Regions from separate parts of the Rattus norvegicus genome. Here region 1 is linked to region 2. A link is a contact called in public Hi-C data. All regions are on one chromosome and are shown on one strand. Each heading gives the region's core, a stretch centred on a gene start, on an enhancer-like site or on the middle of the called end of the contact. The rest is flanking DNA. Distances are from core to core; before and after follow the strand shown. Region 1 overlaps Arhgef26 (Rho guanine nucleotide exchange factor 26). Region 2 holds the start of Arhgef26 (Rho guanine nucleotide exchange factor 26).

Region 1 (5,516 bases), core at 700-3,199, 44 kb after region 2:
AACCTTAAACTAGAGTTGAAATCTATGGAAAAAGAAACAATGGCTGGGGCTGAGTTGCCATATTTCATCTGCCTTGCATTTGCAGCTGTGGATTTTAAACCATTTCATGGAGGGTTTTTTTTTTTTTTTTTTTGACTCTGCCAATGTGAGTAAAACAAGCAAGACCACCCAGTTTATTTTTGGCAGTAGAAAAGATCTTAATGTAAACTTGACAATCTAGCCAAGTTAAATCTAGCACTTGGTTTAAGTAGGAGAAGGGTGGCTGATAAATGAAGTTACAGAGGCAACGCTGTTGTGAGTATTCTGTCTGCTGCTAACTTGGTGCGTTCACTTTTAGCACTGAAACATGAATCTCCCGTATTTCCCGCACTTGTCATGTTATCTGACTTCATCTTTTTCAGATACCTTTCTGAGTAGACATCTGAGCCAAAGTAACTATGTGAATCTTCTTAAACTCACTGCTTAAATGAGATTAAAATAAACGAGGTTTTTGATTTCTCAGATGTATTTACATTGGACAACCTATCAAAGATACACGTGTAATGCAGGTAAGAAGAGTTTAGGCTGAGGAACTAAATTTCAACTTAGGGTTCTAGCAAGCACACACACACACACAGACACGCATGCACACACACACATGCACACACACAGAGACACACACATACACACACATACACACATGCTCACACACACACAGACACACACACACAGACACACATATACATACCCATACACACACACACACATACACACACAGACACACATGCACACACACACATAGACACATACACATAGACACACACAGACACATACACATAGACACACACATACACCCACACACATGCACACACACACAGACACACATGCACACACACACACACACACACACACACACACACAAAATCACTATGATTTACTCCTTTTGGTGTGCATCCTCTACTGGAGTCAAAACTGTAAATACTTCTTATATCTGAATAGCTTTGACTTCCTCAAACATGGAGGACTTACAAACAAAGGTATCACATGTTCCGAGACACACTCTTTTTATGTCCCTGTTATGTCCTCGTTGCCAGTGTAAGCAAGGACGATTGTCTACTTTACTATAAGCTGCCTCTGAACGGACCCTGCATGGACCCCACCCTCTGCCCCCCTCGTTGCATTGCCACAGTATAATCTACAAGTAAGCTAATAGGTCATAGGAGCGTCTGACAGTTCACAGTTCATTGTTAAGAAGGCAGCTTAGCTTACGTTAAATTCTTTCAATCACCTCCAGAGTAAGTTGAGGAAGAAAAGGAACATGAATGTTTGGAAAGTGGGGACTCATTTTCAGATTTATAATTTTTTGGTACTCAGTATGAAAAGTATATCTCCAAAATAAACTTTAGTAAAAAAAAAAATTGAGAGCCTCCCAAGATTTAAGTGAAAGGATTCATCAACTCTTAAGTGGTAATGTAAATATTGAGCAATCTGTCATCAAATTTTCAATTTCTCAAGACCTCAGCTTTGTGTAAAAAGCTCTGAAAATGCATTTCCTTTAAAAATTTAAAAATTCATTTTCTGTATTCTAAAGAGAGATGAATAATATCTTAAATGTCAAGTTGGTATATTATTACCATTCTCTACATTTTTTTCAGACTATGGATTAAGTCATTGTATGTCTAGAAGAATATTCTGAGGAACTCATCTAGTGAATGGTGTTAGGTATAGGTCTTAACAGAGACTTTATCTACACAGTGTTTTCTTTGGATTTCAAAAAGGTTTCGGGAAATGACTTGGGCTTTTTAAAAAAAGATTGTGGAAAAGCTCCATGGAAATGTCAAGATTGGCTCAGATTGACCCTGTCACTTGTTGGGGATTTAGACAAAGGTCTCCTTGTAACTAGCAAACTGCTTTTGTATTGGGAGTTCATTGGAATGTCTTTTCTGAGAGGAGACCCATCTGGAGAAGCAGAACGGGGCACAATGGCAGGGTTTGTGCTCGCCTGCAGCCTGCAGAAGGGTCCTACTTCTCTGCATGGTGTGTGACTCGAGGCCCATTTACTCATACAGATAGAAGCCTGCACTTGTGTATGTGGATCCCTTGAAGAGTGTGCTGGAAGTCGCCTTCCAGGTGTCTTCAATTCCCCATCTCGCAAGCTGAAATTCTACACACACACACACACACACACACACAACTAAACACCCCCCCTCCCTGACCCCGCCCAACTTATTAAGGCAGTGAATTCCTTTCTTAGATTTCTCTGACGGTCAGATATTTTAGGAGGGATGATTTTTAACCTCTGTGTTACAGGTTTAGCAGTCATCTTGTCTTTACACTTGGGAGCAGCTGATCCTTGGGGCAGGTTTTAAGAAGTACTCGTTCTGAGGAAGGGTTGGTTTGCCTCGGCTGTGCTCGCTCTACCCTTGGCTTTGGACCTTTGCTCTCTCCTCTTTCCTGGCCAACATCTGGATTCCTGGTGTACTATACACGTATGATGAGCATGGAGTTAGCTCGTCGCATTTGGTGCGCTTGCTACCTTATTCCTAGAGTGACAGTTCGAGAGCTGTCTTAGCACTATCTTTGGACCACGCGATTTCTATTCTTGAAGAATATTATTTTGATTTAAAACTCTCCCCTTATAAGCTGCTGATAAAAGCGTATGAAAAAAAATCACTTTTTTTTCTTCTGTATTCTTTAGGGATGTTCAGTTGAGAAACACTTGACTTTGCCTATTTTATTTTGGCTTTCTAAGCTTGAACTAATTCACAACTTTGAAGACTGGCTTTTGTTGACCATATTTCTTTGCCAGATAACAGAGCGTGGAATCTCAATCTCATTCTTGGGTTGGTTACTTCCCCGCCTTCTTCCTATCAGCTACTTAGTGAGCTTCTCCTCAGTGAAGGGCTGATGCTTATCAGAATAACCCAAGGATCCAAAGCAGTGGCATTCAGTCTTTACTGAAGCAGTGTTATCACCAGTTGGAAGGGAAGAGTAATTCCATACTATGGTGCCTTTCTCGGCTGTACATTCTTCCAGTGGTATGTGGGTCAGAACAGTGAGCCTCACAGAGATGGGACTGGCTAACTTTACGAAGGCTCGCTTGTGTGTCTTCATATTAGGCCCTGAAAGTGGTGAAAACCTTGGGGATGTCTTGAAAAGTATAGCTATGTGTGTCACAATAATATTTTTGAAATTTGGGATTAGTTTGAGAAAGTAAATGATCATAAAGCAGCGGTTGTCAACCTTTCTAACGCTGCAACTCTTTACAGTTCCCCTTGCTGTGGTGACCCCCAACCGTAAAATTATTCCATCGCTACTTCCTAACTGTAATTTTCCTACTGCTATGAATCGTAATGCAAAGATCTGATATACAGGATATCTGATATGAGATCAAGAGGTCATAACCCACAGGTTGAAAGCCAATGTCCTAATAGGAGATGAGTCTAAAATTATTTCTTTGAGAATGAAAATTAAAGTTATATATAAAATAAAAACAGGCGGAAAGAAGGCTTTGTAAGCAAATCACAGAGCTTTGCACCTTTTTCAAGGAAAATACAGCACAATATTTGGACAAAGTTAATGGATTTCTTGAAAGAGCCTGATGTGTAGGCAGAAAGTATGAAAGTATGCATGATCCAGAATTGCTCTTGACCCAGTTCTGGTGTCTGCGTTTCCCTTGGTAGTTGTGTGCCCCTCCTTGGAGGCTGGAGGAAGTTACTCTTGATTTACAACTCCAGGAAATGGTGGTTTGGAGGGTCTGCCTTCCACCACTCCAAATAATAATTGTATACATGAAAAATTCAAAGGCTATCAAAGACTATGCTGTGAGAACGAGTCTCCAATAAAGCAGCTTTGGTTGTAGTTTCCAGAGGAACACAGACAGAGAGTTTATGCACAGATGCTGGTGACTTTTCTTTTGGTCTGTCAAATAGCCAGAGTTTTAAATGAAAAAAACCACTCAGTATCGTTTCCTCCCTTGCCCTACTCTCCAAATATGCTGGCACTTTCTCTGTTTTCTTCTCCTTAGGAACAGTGTGTGTGTGTGTGTGTGTGTGTGTGTGTGTGTGTGTGTGTGTGTGTGTGTGTGTGTGACTCTGACTTGGTGAGATACACATGTGTGGAAGAGATGTCAGAGAGATAGGAAATTCTCAAAGTGGGAGTTTCACCTGGTGCAGGGAACCAGGAAGTGACCTTCCTTACCTCATAATTATTGTTCCTGCCATTGTTACTCATGAGCTTGACCTCATAAGGTAATGGCCTTCACCTATCTAGAAATACGGTAGTTATTATAAGTTGTTAATTGTTTATATTTAAAAGTAACTATGAAAATCGGGCAACTAACATGTGAAACATAGTGTACTTAATAAAACATTTTTATACTTCAAATAAATAAATCGTCTAGTAGCAATATGAAGATATATTGTTCAAAGAAATTCCAAACCTGAGTCATGCTTCAGTTCAAAATATGAGACCCTACATCTAGTTTGAATACATAGTTTTTCACATATTTTCCTGCCTCTGGAGGGTTTATACATTTTGAGGGTTTGGTAATGGGCGGTCGATACATCTTAAGGAAAAGCCATCTGGCTCATGCAAGCTCACTAAAATATCCCTTTACATCATGCCCGTAGGGAATGCTTAGCTTTGTTAAAATTTGTATAAGTCAAGATTTCACCTTATTTTTAAAATACTGTTAACTTATTTGAAATTGGAAAGGTAAATAGTGAGCCAGCTGTATATACAGTAGATCTCCAACCTCACAAAAGCAGCGTTGTTAGTTTGGTTCGCAGAGTAAACCACCTGGCACACACGAGTTCATTTTGTTTTTACTGTGCTTTGTGATTAACTTTTTCCATGCACACGTTTGCAGCTTTTTGAAGTTGAGCAAGATAGCACTCTGCCAGATTAACAATTTCTCATTGCTGTGGCAAATGGCAACTTGAGAGGACAAGTTTACTGTGTGTGGTCTGAGAATCCATGGCCGTGGCCAGGAAGGCATGGTAGCATCCATGGTAGCACACAGGAGTATGTGGCTGAGACTCCTGACGTCTGGGTGGACCAGGGAGCAGAAAGAGATGAATGCTGGCCCTTAGCTCTTTGCCGACTTTCTCCAGTTTTTAAAATTCAGTAGAAGACCCCAGCTCATTTAGGGTGGATCTTCTACTTCATTCTCTCTAAAAACACTTTCACTTAGGGTGATCCTCACAAATGAGCTATGATGCTAACAGTCAAAGCCAACCTTATCTGCTTTCTTGTCCTTAACTAGGGTCCTTCCGGTGAGTTGGTTACATAACTTTTTTTTTCCATCTTTATGTTTATCAGTTGTGATTTCTGCTACTTAAAATAGTCTCAGAGCAGCAGACTGGAGTGCTGTCAAGTGTGTGGTATTCCATAGCAACAAGATTGTTGAACACCTTGGGAGAAAAGGTATGCTTTAGATAAATTTACTTGTTTTAAGTTGCAGTTTTAATGCTTTTGGCATGAGTTGAATGCCAGCAAATCAGCATATTTATATAATTATAAGTAAAGTTACAGTC
Region 2 (5,659 bases), core at 69-2,568:
CGTTTCTCAGTTCAAAGATCTTTATCGTGCAGCTTTGGTAAGTACACAAAAATATGAAGAAACACGATAAACATCACCCTTCCTTTCACCACCAAAGCAGAAAGAAGCACAGGCTTTAAACAGTGGCTGCTCACGTGAACTTTGAAAGCATGGAGACTGCCATATGTCTTGCTAACAGAACCAATTCTACAGATCTAACCGACTAAAATCATGTCTTCTCAGGTCGCCTCATTATTCTTACATACCTGGAATTTCACTAAGACAGAGCCAACTTGGCAACCAACATCCAAAAGACGAATGATCATTGGCCCAGGTTCGTTTCTCTCATTCATTTTCTCACTCCACAGATATTTATCATCTACTGTGTGCGTGAACTATCAACATGGCCCCTGCCCTCTTCAAAATTACAATGGGAAGGCAGAATAGATTAAGTATTAATACATAAACATATAAGCATACAGGTGTACGGATTTTGAGTAGTGTAGAAAAGAAAGAGATCAGGTGGTTGGGGAAATAAACAGTAGGGAGTATTCCAACTCCCATTCCAATGGAGTAACAAGCCAGAAGGCCAAGAAATAAGTGTGAAGACTCTAAGGCTGTGCACTTGGCTTGGCTAAATAAAGGTAGTGAGAAAAGACTAGGCTGTAGGGGTAGGCCCACCTCTATCCAGACTACTAATCTCGAATAAGGCTTTATTATGTATTCCTTGTAAGGTATTTTATTCTACACACATTTTCAATTTATATTATACACACTAAATAAATATTTTGTATTTTGTTTACTTTTACTGTGTGACTTGCAAACATACAAGGCCCAAAGATTATGAAATGCAGAGTTACGTTTCGCCTGGCCTTTTAGCCAGTTTTCCTCTTGAGTCCACATTGCAAGCACAGGCAGGAATGAGACCCCGAAGTGAGACGCCGGAGTGAGGTGCAGTTTGAAGACCCGCAAGTGGCCCAGTGAAATGGCACAGCAGCACCAGGTTCCGACTTGGTTCACCCTTCCAATCTCCATAGTTCGGGGATCATTAAGAACCCCTTTCCCTGCTCTCAAGATCATTCCCATGCTGTGTTCTGAGCTGCGACCGCGCCCTGTAGCTGGCCCCTAGGGCGGTCGCCCGCGCTCCTACATTCCAGTACTCCGGTCTGGACACCCAGCTCAGGTGTGCGCGTCCAGTTTGCAAACACTTGGAGCGCTCTCAGGGCAGGCGTAGGCGGGAACTGCAGGGCGCCTCAGTGCGAGCTTCCCCGGCGTGCTGAGGCGGGGCCAAGAGGGGCGGGGCGTAGCGCGGGGGCGGGGCTGGCGCCGCGGGCCTCTGCGAAGTTGGGTTGTGCGCTTGCCTCCGAGTTTTGGTGAGGACTCAGGCCACCCACGGGGACTGGGAGCACTCTTTGGTCCGTGCTCTGGACGCCAGGAAGGGTGAGCGCGCTGGAGACCGCGCACCGGGGGCAGGCTGTACTAGCGCGGGGCGGGCGGCTAGATGGAGACGCGGGGGAGTGTCCCGCGGCAAGCTGTCCCAGCCAGCTGAACTCTTTCCAAGTGTCCTGCAGTGGCGGCGAGCTCTCTAGGTGCCAACCGGCTTGGGGCGCGGGAAGGACTCAGAAGAGACCAGATTCATCTAATCGGTTGCGGCTCGGATCTCAATCCTCGGTCGCGCAGCGTGGCGGGAGGCGCTGTGCCCGAGAAAGGGCGGGTAAGTGAGGCGCTGCCGAGTCCGGCGCGACACCCGTGTGACCGCCGGACTGGACCCCGGCTAGGCTCCCAGACAATACTAGTTGTCCGGAGGCAAAGTTCCTTCCTCTTAGACAACCTGAGAAGCTTTCCTCCTCTTGGGGCCGGCCCAAAGGCCCCGCTATGGACGGCGAAAGCGAGGTGGATTTTTCCAGCAACGGCGTCACCCCTTTGTGGCGGAGACGGTCTACCCCTCCGCTCCAGTTGCTCGGCCGGAGCAAGCCGCGGCCACAGTCGTACCAGAGCCCCAGCGGGCTGCTGATCACTGACTTCCCGGTGGAGGAGCTAGCTGCTCTGCCCGCGCCACAGACTCCGGTCCCTGTACCCGCCGGCCCAGAGGGCAGGACAGTGTCCAGGAGCCCCCAGCTTCTGTGCGCACATCGGAGGCCGGTGACCAATGGTCGCACGGTGTCCCCGGACTACAGAGCTGCTTCTCCTCGACTTCGACGACCCAAGTCACCCCTGGTTTCCTACGCGGCGTCTGGAGGCTCCCCGAAGTCCGCTGTTAATGGCACGGTGTCCTCGCCCGCGGCGCTGTTGTCGCGCGCCTCGCGGACTCCGGACATCCCAGCCTCTAGCGCCCCGGGTGAGGACCGCACCAGGGTGACTGCCAGTAAGGTATCTTCACCCACTGCGAATGGCCTTGCCCCGAAAACCGACTCATCTGGCCCAGTATCACAAACTGGTCAGTCTGCTGGGGACTTGGAGCCGTCCCCCTCGAGACTCTCTCCTGCCCCCCAGCACAGGTCTTCAGAACAAAAACTGCCCCTCCAAAGGCTGCCCTCCCAAGGGAATGAGCTACCGAACCCTTCCGTGATTTTGAGTACCAACAGCCCGGCGGCCCTCAAGATGGGAAAGCAGCAGATTATCCCCAAAAGCCTTGCCTCCGAAATTAAACTGAGTAAATCCAACAGTCAGAATGTAGAGCCCCACAGGAGGCTTCTCAAGGTGCGCAGCATGGTGGAGGGACTGGGAGCACCCCTGGGCCCCGAAGGGGAGGAAAGCGAAGCCGACAACGACATAGACAGCCCGGGCTCCCTTCGGCGAGGCTTGCGGTCCACATCTTACCGAAGGGCAGTGGTCAGCGGTTTTGATTTTGACAGTCCCACCAGCTCAAAGAAGAAGAACAGAATGTCCCAGCCTGTCCTGAAGGCGGTAATGGAAGACAAGGAGAAGTTCTCTAGCTTGGGAAGGATAAAGGTAAGACTGGGCTGGCTCACGTGCCATTCATTAAATCCAATGTGAACGTGTTGGGGAAATTTTTTGAATGCCCATAGCACATGAAATCATGGAACAGTGCATTGCCTTGTTTTTTTCAGTAACCATGCCCCATATTTGTGCTTTATTATTAACTATCATTATAATTATCATTATCATTATTATTATTTACAAACTAATAGCTTAGAATCTGTATGAAAGTGAGAGATATTGTAACCTAATATGGGCCTAGCAGTTGGCCTTACTAAATATTTTTTTTACAATGTGACCTAAAGGAAAAGGGCCAGCCAGAGAGGGATGTTTGGAGTATGTGCCACCTTCTTAGAAACACGAGAGATCTAAGCAAGAGGGCAGTCACATTTTTTTTTTTTGATTAATCAGACAACCGGCACCAGTCTATAGAAATGTCACACATGTAATACACAAGCAAGCCTGTTTTAGTTTAGACATACAGTCTTAAAGGGAAGACATTACATAACATTTTATGTGCCCCTCCCCCAGCTGTCAGGGGGAGCAAAGTTCAGTTTAACAGTGAGAGTGAATCACAGAGACGTGAGCAGGACCGCTGGTCGTTCGAGGATTCTTTCTCTAGTTTAACGGGATGTGGGGACGCTCTACACTTTATTTTATTGTTGCGGTTTATTGCCATGGGGATTCTCTGCCATGTGCTTTTGGAAATCTGAAGGAAATAACAAAAAGGAACTTTTAACTTAAAATAGCTGTACTTGGCTTATTCATACACAGTTTGCTTTTCTCTCCTTTTTTTTTTTTTGTCTCTTAGAAAAAAATGCTGAAAGGACAAGGAACATTTGATGGAGAAGGTAAGCATTGAATTTTCCAGACTTTTATTGCAGCTTCAATATGGTACATCAATTAAAATTTGAAACCTGACTGCAGTAACAAAGACACTTGAGATGACAAAAACAAGAATGCCTAACTTAGTCTTGGATTATCCAGTACGAAGCTGTGTTCACCATGCCAACTTTGTTTATCCATGGGGGGGGGGTGTTGTTTATAAGCTGGTAACTTTTTCAGTTGACATCTTGAAAGCTTTCTTTTTTCCTTTTTTTTTTTTTTTTTTTTTTTTTAGCTTGGCTCCATCCCCACCTGCCTCACTACGTGGGGGTGGAGCCCTAGCTCCTCACTCAGGCTCTTTGAGCCTGAAGCTTGGATCCTCTGTGGTATTTCCTCAGGCCACTTTTTTTCTTTCTTAATATTCTTTTTGCAGTATTTCCACATTTGAGTTTTATTTCTGACTTCCTGTTTTCCTCCTAAGCTTCACCTTTGGGGAAATGTAGGTTTTCTGGTAGAAAGAAAAAAACCAACCCTTAATCTTGGGGATTGCTAACCTGTGTATTATTTGTTGTTGAGAATTTCAAAAACAAAAGCAGCTTCAGCCAGGTGTTCACATGCTAATCAGATTAGTGGACTCTGTAAATAGATGGGTCAAGGGGCCAACTGGGCGGAGCAGAGGGAACAGTCCCAGCTGCAGCCCGGAAGCTCCTGGGGACTTGAGTAGACCGACTTTCTTCACTGCTTTGAAATGCTGAGGGTTTCCATCCTTTAATGAAGAATGAAGGGAAGGAAGCTCTTCCATAAAAAAAGCTAATAGAAAACCTTGCAGATGTAAAACATACACTTTGGATGACTGTGAAATAGTTCCTGCAGAACAACAAATGAGTAATTTATCAAGTCGGTGTACTGATTGTAGAAAGTAATTGTTATTTGGGGAAGAAACCCAAATGTGGTACTTTGACTAGTTGGGATAAATCCATCTCCTCGATTCTATAACTGGGGAAATCAAAAGCTCTGAGAGTTGTAGTAACTTGTCCCCTGGACACCTGTGACAACACAAGCTTAGGGACATAGAACTGCTGCTTTTTTGTCCCTTGCTGTTTACTGAACATTGTATGAGTGTGGAGTCAACAACAATCAGACTTACATTTCCCTTAGAGCAGTGGCTCTCAAGCTGTCTAATGCTGCCCTTTAACACAGTTCCCCATGCTGTGGTTATACCCCAACCATCAAATTATTCCATTGCTACTTTGTAACTGTGATTCTGCTACTGCTATGAATCGTAATGTAAATATCTGACATATGAGATATCTAATATGTAACCTCTGTGAAGGATCCTTCACTCCCAAAGAGGGTGTGACCCACAGGTTGAGAACCATTGTTTCAGAGGATTACAAGATTTTTGCTTCTTGGAATTTCATCTTGATTTTGTTTATGCCTTAAAGGCTTGAACATTTTGAGTGTTTTAAAGTCAGAATAGTGGTGTGTTATTTCCTTGTATCAAGATCTGTTTCTGAGTATCTTTTCTATTCTTATGTATGATGGTGAAGACATCCATTTTTGCACCTATGTAAGTGAAGAATGCAGGATTCTTAACTGTTAATGGCCTACAGGAGTGCACCTTTAAAAGCAGTGTTGTGAGAACTCGTGGTGCCAGGTTCTGGATGATTCTAATCCAGGGATGCAAGACCTGTGCGTCCTTGAGCCCTGTCCCATGTGTCAAATGAGAGCCCATTCTTCCTGGGAATGACTGGGAAATAGCATCAATGATGTTATACATATGCCGTGTGCCTCCCCCAGAAAATACTTCAAAACTTTCCAGAGACTGAGTTTGACTTATTTACATGTATAGAATAATCACAGAATAGTAAAGCCTCATGTACATTCAAATGCTGCTGTAGACACAGGACACATG

Evidence for each region. Hi-C and Micro-C count contacts between places; a contact is called where the count stands out from the background.
Region 1: a Hi-C map of Schwann cells shows a contact between it and region 2, with 3 times the contacts expected there. The contact joins the enhancer-like site here to the promoter of Arhgef26 in region 2. A contact is called at or near these places in 3 of 12 Hi-C or Micro-C datasets (Schwann cells, kidney and liver).

Annotation. Positions count from the first base shown.
Region 1 is chr2:148,931,507-148,937,022 of GRCr8, forward strand. The region is part of intron 5 of Arhgef26 (Rho guanine nucleotide exchange factor 26); the gene reads left to right. Among named protein-coding and RNA genes, the nearest start is that of Arhgef26, 45 kb to the left of the region's middle. Within about 2 kb of position 1,950, at least 3 of the 93 cell types and tissues checked have an H3K27ac peak or open chromatin away from gene starts, as enhancers often do. A contact at or near this core is called in Schwann cells, where this site is marked.
Region 2 is chr2:148,888,105-148,893,763 of GRCr8, forward strand. It overlaps Arhgef26 (Rho guanine nucleotide exchange factor 26), which reads left to right and starts at 1,319. Exons shown (of 14, transcript NM_001427682.1): 1 at 1,319-2,931; 2 at 3,731-3,770. The coding sequence starts at 1,855.